Regions from separate parts of the Mus musculus genome. Here regions 1 and 3 are each linked to region 2. A link is a contact called in public Hi-C and HiChIP or PLAC-seq data. All regions are on one chromosome and are shown on one strand. Each heading gives the region's core, a stretch centred on a gene start, on an enhancer-like site or on the middle of the called end of the contact. The rest is flanking DNA. Distances are from core to core; before and after follow the strand shown. Region 1 has its middle 16 kb from the start of Mrtfb. Region 2 overlaps Mrtfb (myocardin related transcription factor B). Region 3 has its middle 47 kb from the start of Gm32596.

The links. Hi-C and Micro-C count contacts between places; a contact is called where the count stands out from the background. HiChIP or PLAC-seq counts read pairs in DNA pulled down with a chosen protein or histone mark.
Region 1: a contact with region 2 is called in an H3K27ac HiChIP or PLAC-seq map of embryonic fibroblasts, with 13 read pairs. The contact joins two enhancer-like sites. A contact is called at or near these places in 1 of 15 datasets of contacts at CTCF or cohesin (the NIH/3T3 cell line), 1 of 484 Hi-C or Micro-C datasets (the MC3T3-E1 cell line) and 6 of 115 datasets of contacts at active chromatin or transcription factors (the NIH/3T3 cell line, bone marrow-derived macrophages, cardiomyocytes and 3 more).
Region 3: a Hi-C map of cerebral cortex shows a contact between it and region 2, with 1.9 times the contacts expected there. The contact joins two enhancer-like sites. A contact is called at or near these places in 1 of 15 datasets of contacts at CTCF or cohesin (the NIH/3T3 cell line), 8 of 484 Hi-C or Micro-C datasets (bone marrow-derived macrophages, cerebral cortex, cortical neurons and 2 more), 7 of 115 datasets of contacts at active chromatin or transcription factors (bone marrow-derived macrophages, double positive thymocytes, embryonic basal ganglia and 3 more) and 1 of 9 other capture datasets (embryonic stem cells).

Annotation. Positions count from the first base shown.
Region 1 is chr16:13,239,103-13,241,806 of GRCm38.p6, reverse strand. No RefSeq gene overlaps it. Among named protein-coding and RNA genes, the nearest start is that of Mrtfb, 16 kb to the left of the region's middle. Within about 2 kb of position 1,251, at least 72 of the 459 cell types and tissues checked have an H3K27ac peak or open chromatin away from gene starts, as enhancers often do. A contact at or near this core is called in the NIH/3T3 cell line, bone marrow-derived macrophages, embryonic fibroblasts and 1 more, where this site is marked.
Region 2 is chr16:13,370,569-13,373,490 of GRCm38.p6, reverse strand. The region is part of intron 3 of Mrtfb (myocardin related transcription factor B); the gene reads right to left. Among named protein-coding and RNA genes, the nearest start is that of Gm15738, 50 kb to the left of the region's middle. Within about 2 kb of position 1,295, at least 199 of the 459 cell types and tissues checked have an H3K27ac peak or open chromatin away from gene starts, as enhancers often do. A contact at or near this core is called in the NIH/3T3 cell line, bone marrow-derived macrophages, cerebral cortex and 4 more, where this site is marked.
Region 3 is chr16:13,204,347-13,207,357 of GRCm38.p6, reverse strand. No RefSeq gene overlaps it. Among named protein-coding and RNA genes, the nearest start is that of Gm32596, 47 kb to the right of the region's middle. Within about 2 kb of position 1,382, at least 67 of the 459 cell types and tissues checked have an H3K27ac peak or open chromatin away from gene starts, as enhancers often do. A contact at or near this core is called in cerebral cortex, liver and pancreatic cancer cells, where this site is marked.

The DNA.
Region 1 (2,704 bases), core at 2-2,501, 130 kb after region 2:
AGACTTCAGAGGGCGTGTTGGCACCAGCTTACATTATTTCTCACTGTTTCACAGCTGTGGAAACTGAGTCTAGCGGGTAATGTTTTCATAAACTGAAGAGGAGCTGCCAACTGCTGAGCCAGCAGAAGCATCTGGCGGGCCAGAGCACACTGACGGGGCAGCGAGAGAGTCCCCTCTCTTTCCCAGTTGCATACATGCATTCAGGTGGTGGGCAGATGGACAGATGGACGTGCTTACAGAGGCTGGGGCACTGCCTAAGTTAATGTTACTCCATCTTTCCTCCCTCTCCCTCTCCCCCCACCCCCTTAATGAAACAAATCCTCTCACTGGTCTAGAGTTTGTCAGGTAGACTAGGCAGCTAGCAAGCTATAAGGAACTGTCTGTTTTTGTTTCCCTGGCATTAAGGATTTAAATGCCTAGCATTTTTTTTTTTTTTTTTAATGTGGGACCTGAGGATCTTTGTACTTGCAAGGCAAACACTTTTCCCCCTGAGATATTTCTCCAACCTGTGCCAACTCTGCTTTTAACTTTTAATTTTGGATAAATGTGAGGCACACAAGTGGGGACTAGGCAGAGGACTCACTTCACAACCTGAAACCTGACTTCCCCTCCCAGCCCAGCACAAAGCAGGAAAAGTAGTGGATGCCTGTTATCTGAGCACTGGAGAGGTGGGGGCAGAAGGTTTACAAGTCTGGGGTCATCTTCATCTTCAGTTCTAATGTGTTCCAGGCCAGCCTAGTCTACCTGAGACTCAGGGTGGGTCTCAAAAAAGATTAAAAAGAAAAAATGGAGTAAAGTTACAAAAGCAATACACCAGTTTCTCTTCTTGCTAGATCTAAGTGTTAATACTTTTATGATATTTTTCTTCTCTGGGTACCTCTCTTTCAGTGTCCATTTATATTTATTTATTTATTCGTGTGCAACTAGATCGCCATTTTTTAAGAAAAGCATTGAGGGCCAGCAAGATGGCACAGCAGGTAAAAGTGCTTGCCTGGAAGCCTAGTGAGCTGAGTGTGACTCCTGGATTTCAGTGAAAGGACAGAACAACTCCCAGACGTGTAAGCCGACCTCCACATTTGCACACCACATGTGTAGACACCCAGACCATAAGCAGTAACTATACACTGTAATTAAGTTACTTTTTAAATGAATTGAGGATAATTTGCCAATACTGTGATTGTTTATTCTGTTCTTACGTGTTTCATGTGTTTGCTAAGAGCAAGGGCACGTCTGAATATAACCACACAAAGTTATGTAATGCAGACAGACGCCTCCCAGTGACTTAACTCACAGTCCACATGTCGAGCTTGTCAGCTGTCCTAATAAGGCCATCTGAGTCATTTTCATATCTTTTTTCTGATTCAGAATCATACTGTGTTTTCTTTTCAAATTCTTTTAACCTAATTCCTCAGGTCTTCATGATGCTGATTAAACTCTGTTTTTAAGAGCGTGAAAGCAAGCGTCAGGCACAGGACCTCGGGTGGCTGTGACACTCAGCAGTGGAATAACTGGTTTTCTTTTATGAGACTTTATCTTCAGCAGTCTTCATTTATCAGAAGTCGCATTGGTTTGTTCAATAGGGGAGCCATAAGTGGCCTTGGTTTTAATTTTACTTTATGTTTTATTGTTTTTATTTGTGTGTTTTTGCAGGGCTAGGAATGGAGCACAGGGGTTCACTCTGGCTCAGTAAGCACTCTACTCACAGTCTGTCTTTCCTTCTTACTTTTTTTTGTCTTCATTTAAAAAGTGAAGTCATTTGCAGAGATATATTAAGGGAGGGGAGGGGGAAGGGGAATCTAATCCAAGTATATTACACACTGTATGAAAATGTCACAATGAAACCCATTATTTGACACAATTAATATGTGCTAATGAAAAAAAGGAATTAATTTAGAGCAAAATATTAGGGAAACAGTGGAATAGGCATTTAGATCCAGTGCAGGTTTTCTCAACATCAGAGCTACTGGCATTTGGGGCCAGGTCATTCTGTGTCATGGGTCACCCTGTGCCCTGTGAGGAAACAGCAGCAGCGTGGTCACTTCTCTCTAGTTACAGCTGAAGTAGAATGTGTCTTCAAACATTGCCAAGTGTCCCCTGAGAGGCGGAGTCACCCATCAAGAGCCAGTGCTCCAGCCAGAATCATGAGCAGAGCCAATGGCAACAGGTGGGGATCTTGGAGCAGGCACTTTGCTCTTGCATGGTTCAGCTCAAGCCTAGGAAGTGTCTCCATCATGCCTGGCCCTGCATAAGGTCCTGAGGAGAGTAGGAGCTACCCTGGCATAAAAAGGGGAGTGGAATGGGCGGGGGTTTCCAAGAGAGAAAACCCAAAAGGAAGGTACTGGGGAGAACTACACCTTCAGCTGCAATCATTTTTCAGAGCCTCTTGTCTCCCAGTACTCTTCTACCTCAATACCACTTCTTAAACTGTGAGTGGGTCCTGCCAGCACATAACAGAAAACCTCTAGGTCTGCTCCACCACCTGGATCCCTCCCTGTCTGAATGTCACCGTACAATCTGCGGCTGTGTTCCCTTCTGTGACCTTGTTCTGTCGCTTGTGGCTTTCAGGCCTCCAGGCCTGTACTTCCCTCTCTGAGAGACACCCTCTTCTCTCTGTTCCTACTTGCTTCCAAATGAGGGTTTGTGCACTGTACCCTACTCCGTGTAGAAGCTCTGTTCCTGATCCTTGCAGTGAGCCTGGCTCCCA
Region 2 (2,922 bases), core at 46-2,545:
GAACAGTTTATTTTTTGGAAACAAGGAACTAAAGCAATTTATTACACTGTCCCCCGAGAAGTCCCTAAACACAGAACAGAGCTTAACCCTGTGGTTCCTAAAGGAAGTGCTGACATGCACTGGTATACTTCATACAAGAAGCACTGTATCCGCTGTGAAAGCCCCAATCGCAGTGTATGAATCCCAAATACTGTGCATGTACAAAGCGCCCTGCCGAAGGTGGCAGACGAGGGTACAGTCCACCTGCTCATGCATGGTTCACATCTTTCTCTAAGCAGTCTGTGTCCTGAGTCATATGAAACAGGGAAATATGAAAAAGAAAGAGAACCAAAGGGGAAAACAATGGCTGCACACTGGCACAGCCTCTGGTTCTGCTTTGCACTCTGTTGTGTTGTCATAGTCTACACAGTGATGAGACTGCAACGTAGTCTCAGCTGTAGGCTGTATCTGCTAATGGTGCCACACAGCTCTCAGTAGCCACCATTTATTGCTTGCTTGTTTCCAATGTTTGCATAATGATATTCTGGTGGGGTTTTGTACATAAACTTTATTCCTCATTTCCTAAATTTAAATTTCTAGACAGGAGGGTGCCTTGATGGTCTCTGCACACAGCATGACTGCAGGGTAGTAGGAGTAGTCTGTGTGCACAGCATCATGTTTTAAAGTTGCATCAGGTAAGTGAGATCATGAACAACTTTCTGTTGCCTCCATCACGGTGAAAGATTTACTTACTGACTCTGAGGTGCCTGCCGTGTCTCACGCGCTCTCAGGGCTAGTATTCATGAGCTTTCCTATGAATTTTTACAAGGAGACAGATTTTGAAATTTTAATTTAAAACTTCTTGTTAAAAACCACAAAACCCAAATTGTGTTAATTAGAAATGTTTTGAACTTGCTCTATTTTTGTCAAATAAAAAAAATTTATCTTAATTGCTACTATGAAAAAGGGTAGGTGATCTAGTGATTAACCTGTGTCTGGTGAACGTGGCAAATATTTTGGTATTAAAAGTGTCTTAGTTACTTTTCCTTGCTTCCTAAATAGTTGAAGATAATAAAATTAAGATTAATATCTAACACAGAAGATCTTACATATAATAACTTACACAATACTTATATAAAATTTCAGCTTTTCAAGTTAAAATGACCAGTATTGAAAATTTCACTTTAAAAGTATATTAATCACAAAGAACAGTTGGCATGAGCTGAGCAAGCCAACACGAAGCACAGCTCTGGCTTAGTGTGAGGGACACTGAGCAGTGTGTTACAAAACAAGTGGAAAGGACACTGGGAAACAGGATGGCTCGTAGCCAGGGCCTGGAGATGCTGACTCATCACGCTGCAGGGCTGGGTGTAAGAGGAGGGGGCGGGGGAGCGGGGGAACTTGCAGCAGGCTTCGAGGCAGAGGCAGGAGCCAGGATTGGTTATTTAACTGTAGCGCAAGGGTGAGGCAAACTGCAGGTTCATGAGGGGTGAGGAGATCCTGAAAACCATAACCCAAAGCCAAGCAGTCTCATCTAGGCTGGGCGAGCTGGGGTGAGAGTAGACGGAAATGAGACCACGCCTCAGAACTGATGATCTACTGACAGAACAAGGTGCAGGGCAATAAGCAGACCTTGGTTTCAGCTTCTTCCAAACAGATGTTGGAGTAATTAAGATAGTCAAATGGTTGGGCTCGTCTGAGCAGGATGCAGTGAGGGGCCTGACTGTACAAAGCAAGGCAGTCCACAGAAATGTATCTCCTGGGTTGGGCATGGAGGGTCAAGTTGGCTCATGTCTAATATCTGTCTATCAAGCAGTTTAGTGGCCAAATGAGATTTGCTACAGGCAAATCATAGCAAGAAAAATGTATACTGAAGAGGTAAAGTGACAAATTATTCTACTTTCCTTCAAAACGAATGTTTAAACTGGTGATGACTACTAGTATTTTACTTCCACTATTACTTCAATCATGAAACTGTAAAACTAGGAAAAAGCCTTCCTCAGAGATTCCCTCATTAATTTTATGTTTTAAATATCAAATTATGTATCTGTGTGTGGGTTGGTGGGTATACATGTGTACAGACGCCACGGAGGCCACAGCTGTTGGATCTCAGGACCTAGAGTTTGCAGGCAGCCATGAGCCGACAATGTGGGTGCTGAGAACTTACCTCAGGCCCTCTGGTGTGAGTACAGGGTGCTAACTTTCCAGATTTCTTTGCTGGGAAGATTTACTTTTCAGTCACAGGGGAAGAAGTTAGTTCAGGGGCTTCCTTCTGAGCTCAGGCCTCAGAAAAAGACCCCTGCCTGTGATGCTAGTACCTTGATGTAAGTATCACATTTTATATAAAAGTTTCCTACTTATTTGTTGAAATTAAAGTGAAGGTGTGCATAATGGCTAGTAAGAAGAATGGGAGATCCATTCTATTTTATCCAGACTTCCTGTCCCCTGTCACTGCTGTGAGAGCCCCATGGTGTCAGAAAATGTCTTCTGAGCATCCTATTAAAAGTAAATACAAAGGATGCAAAGAAACACACAGCACAGGGCTGTATTAGTCATGGAGTTTGTGAGCTGGCTTTAAAAAGTGAAATCTAGCTCTTCTCCTTCACTTAGTACTTGTACTGCAAGGCCTCTTGTTACTAAACAGGGATGGTTAAGAGTCTTATTCAGTTTGGTAGCATCTTTTGATGATGCAGTTGTAGATTAACTTTCTAATAATAGATTTAGCATCCTGACAGAATCATTTTGCAGTCTAACGATAGTACCAATATATACTGTCAGGAAGTATGAGAGCCTGTCTTTAACTGTTTCATGATGTGTACCACCATGTTTTAATAAATTAAAAAACAAAAACTGCCTTCATCTACCTAACCACATGGTGACCTCATGTCAAATAATATAAACATTCACTGAGTGATGGGAAGACAGCAAGTGTCCTGGGACAGC
Region 3 (3,011 bases), core at 133-2,632, 170 kb after region 2:
AATATAAACTAGTACATAATATAAAATCTAATAAGTTAATAATTATTAATTATTTATTATTAGTAAATAGAAAATAATATATAAAATAATACATGCAATTTTAAAATGTATTAATATATGGTACACATATAATATATGAATATATAATTGATAATAAATAGAAAATATATAACTTAATATAAAATATAAATATATTAATGTATAATAAACTGATATCTATAAAACATAAAGTAACAATATAAAGTATGAATATGTTAATGTACAATAAACTGATACCTATAAAATATAAAGTAACATAATATAAAATATAGATATCTATTAATATAAAATATATTAAAGAATGGAAAATATAAAGTTATATATAATATACAAAATAATGACCTAGTCATGAATTTGCTATATTGTTCACTAAAAGACTGTGTGTCAGGAATCCAGGCCAAGCTCCTCTCTGCTGGAGCCTGGACTGCGGGTTCCAGAGCCTCCTCAGGCGTGTTCACCTGTACACAGGACATGGACACATGTACATGCACACATGCAGGGGGGCTGGGGAGGAGAGAATCAGAGTGAGAGAGAGTTTCCAGAAGCATTTACTCCCATGACCAACGCTGACATCATGAGAAGGCCTGAGGCAGTGTCAGGTTCCAAACCTCCATTACTAGATGGCCACCTTGCTCCTCCTTATCTGCGTGCTCCCCATCCCCCACTCTACCGCCCATCCCCCTAGTTGAGAAACACTATGACCTATTTAACACGCATCTAGAAAGTGGCCTGCTAGGTGTTCTTGGCCCTAGGGAAGGGCTCTAAAGGTACCTAATGCTGGGACCCTTTAATACAGGTCCTCATGTGCTGACTGCAACCATAAAGTTATTGTGTTGCTACTTCATAACTGTAATTTTGCTACTGTTATGAATCATAATGTAAATATCTGATATGTAGAATATTTGATATGTGATCCCTGTGAAAGGGTCATTTAACCTCCCCAAAGGGGTTGCAACCCACGAACTGAGAAACACTGGCCTAGGAGAATAAGGGGTGTGCTCATGGTTGGGGTATCATCCTGGTAGAGACAAACAAAAGAAAAACCAAATCATGTCAAATGCTGTCGAGCTGTATTCAAAACACAACCCTACAGCAACCACCATGGACTGCACCTGCTGGAGGCAAAGTCAGAGGTTCTGGACAAGGACTCGGTTCCCATGACCAGAGTCCTCAGGAGTGGGAAAATCGGCAGTGGCTGCAACTTGAGAGCAGTCACTATCTGAAGGCCATGGAGACCTGCCCTTTGCCCCCAGATTCAATCACAAAGCAAAGCAGATGTTGCCTTAATAGTTTTCCAGTCCAGTAGCCAAGAGCAAACAAATGATGTCATCCATGTGGTTGTGTTTAAAGACAGGGTTACATACAGCTCAAGGCCGGCAACCCTGCCTGCTGCTGGAGCCGTGATCTTGGCTGAGTTAACTGTAGATGAGGACTTTTAAATTCAGCCAGATCTGCCAGAGGAATCCAGTGTTCTCAATGCTTTCTTTCCCTTGTTCTCTATAAGACTCCAGCCTGCCATTGGTTTTAAGATGCATCTGGGCATGGTAGTGCACACCTTTAATCCCAGCATTCCGAAGGTAGAGGCAGCGAGTTCCAGGATGGCCAGGGCTAGGTGGAGAACTCCTGTCTCAAACAAACAAAAACAAAACAAGTGCTAGGTACAGTACATAAAGTAGTTTGCTGTTTAGACCTGATCATTGCAGAAAGGTTTCCATTACCCTAAGGGAGTCAGACTTTAAAACATAACCTGGCTCAGCAGCTCGAGGCCCTTGCCACTCAAGCCGGATGAACTGTGAGTGTGCAGTCTGTAGAACCCATAGGGGGTTAGGGGTAGAGAGAACATGAGTGCTGAGGGATTGCCACTTTGTTGATTGAATCATCTGCCTGGCTTTTTAATTGCAGTTGATTAGTGTCCAGTCTCTTGGAGACTGAATTTATCCAACAAGACATAGTGTGCGCAGGCACGCCTCCATCAGGCTCCCTTATCCATGCCTGAGAGCCAAGGCCTCTACAGTCTACCAGACCATCCAGTATCTCTGGGTTCACGTACAAGTTCTAAGACATGGAGAATGTGTTCTCAGTGCACTTCCTCATATCTCAGGCTTCATCCTGGCCTGCTCACCACTGGCAGTTCCCAGAGGAGCAAGGGTGGGCGGTGGCGAGGCTGGAAGGCTGATTTTAGCTCTGCTTTGGGACTTCTTGAATCATCTTCAATGGGAAGCTGGAAAGACCAGAGAAGAGCAGATTAAACCCATTCCATCTAAAAGAGCTCACTCCGGGGGTGCTGGGAAGATGGCTTAATGTGAAGTACTTGCTTCACAAACATAAAGACCTGAATCTGAATGCCTACATCACCAGCAAGACAGCTTAGTGGGTAAAATGTTTGCTAGCAAGCCTAACTACCTTTGCTTGATCCCTAGGGACCCACAGAGTAGAAGGAGAGAACCAACTCCCATACATTGTCTCCTGACCTCCACGTGGGTACTGTGGCGCGCATGTGCGCGCAAACTCTCTCTCTCTCTCTCTCTCTCTCTCTCTCTCTCTCTCTCTCTCTCTCACACACACACACACACACACACACACACACACACAAGAAATGAAAGAATTAACTCAGATGCATAGGAGTGGGTGGTGCACTTCTGCAGTCATACTCTTGGGAGACAAAGACAGGAGAGTTCCTAACCTGGGCCAGCCTGAGTTCAGGTCAGCTTCACTATAGAGTAAGATCTTGTAATAACAAGGTCTGGGCTGTAGCTTAGCGATAGATTCTATCAGATAGCGAGCATTTGACTGACATGAACTAGGCCAGGAGGTCCTATTCCCAGCACTGCTAGGAAATAAAATACAAATAAAGATACACACATATATAGAGGAGCTGACTCTGTAACGAAGCAGTCTGAGGATGGCATTATTTGGCCTGAAGGTAGTTTTCTTCCCCACTGACTGCAGGCTTAAACCTCTAGGGACATGAT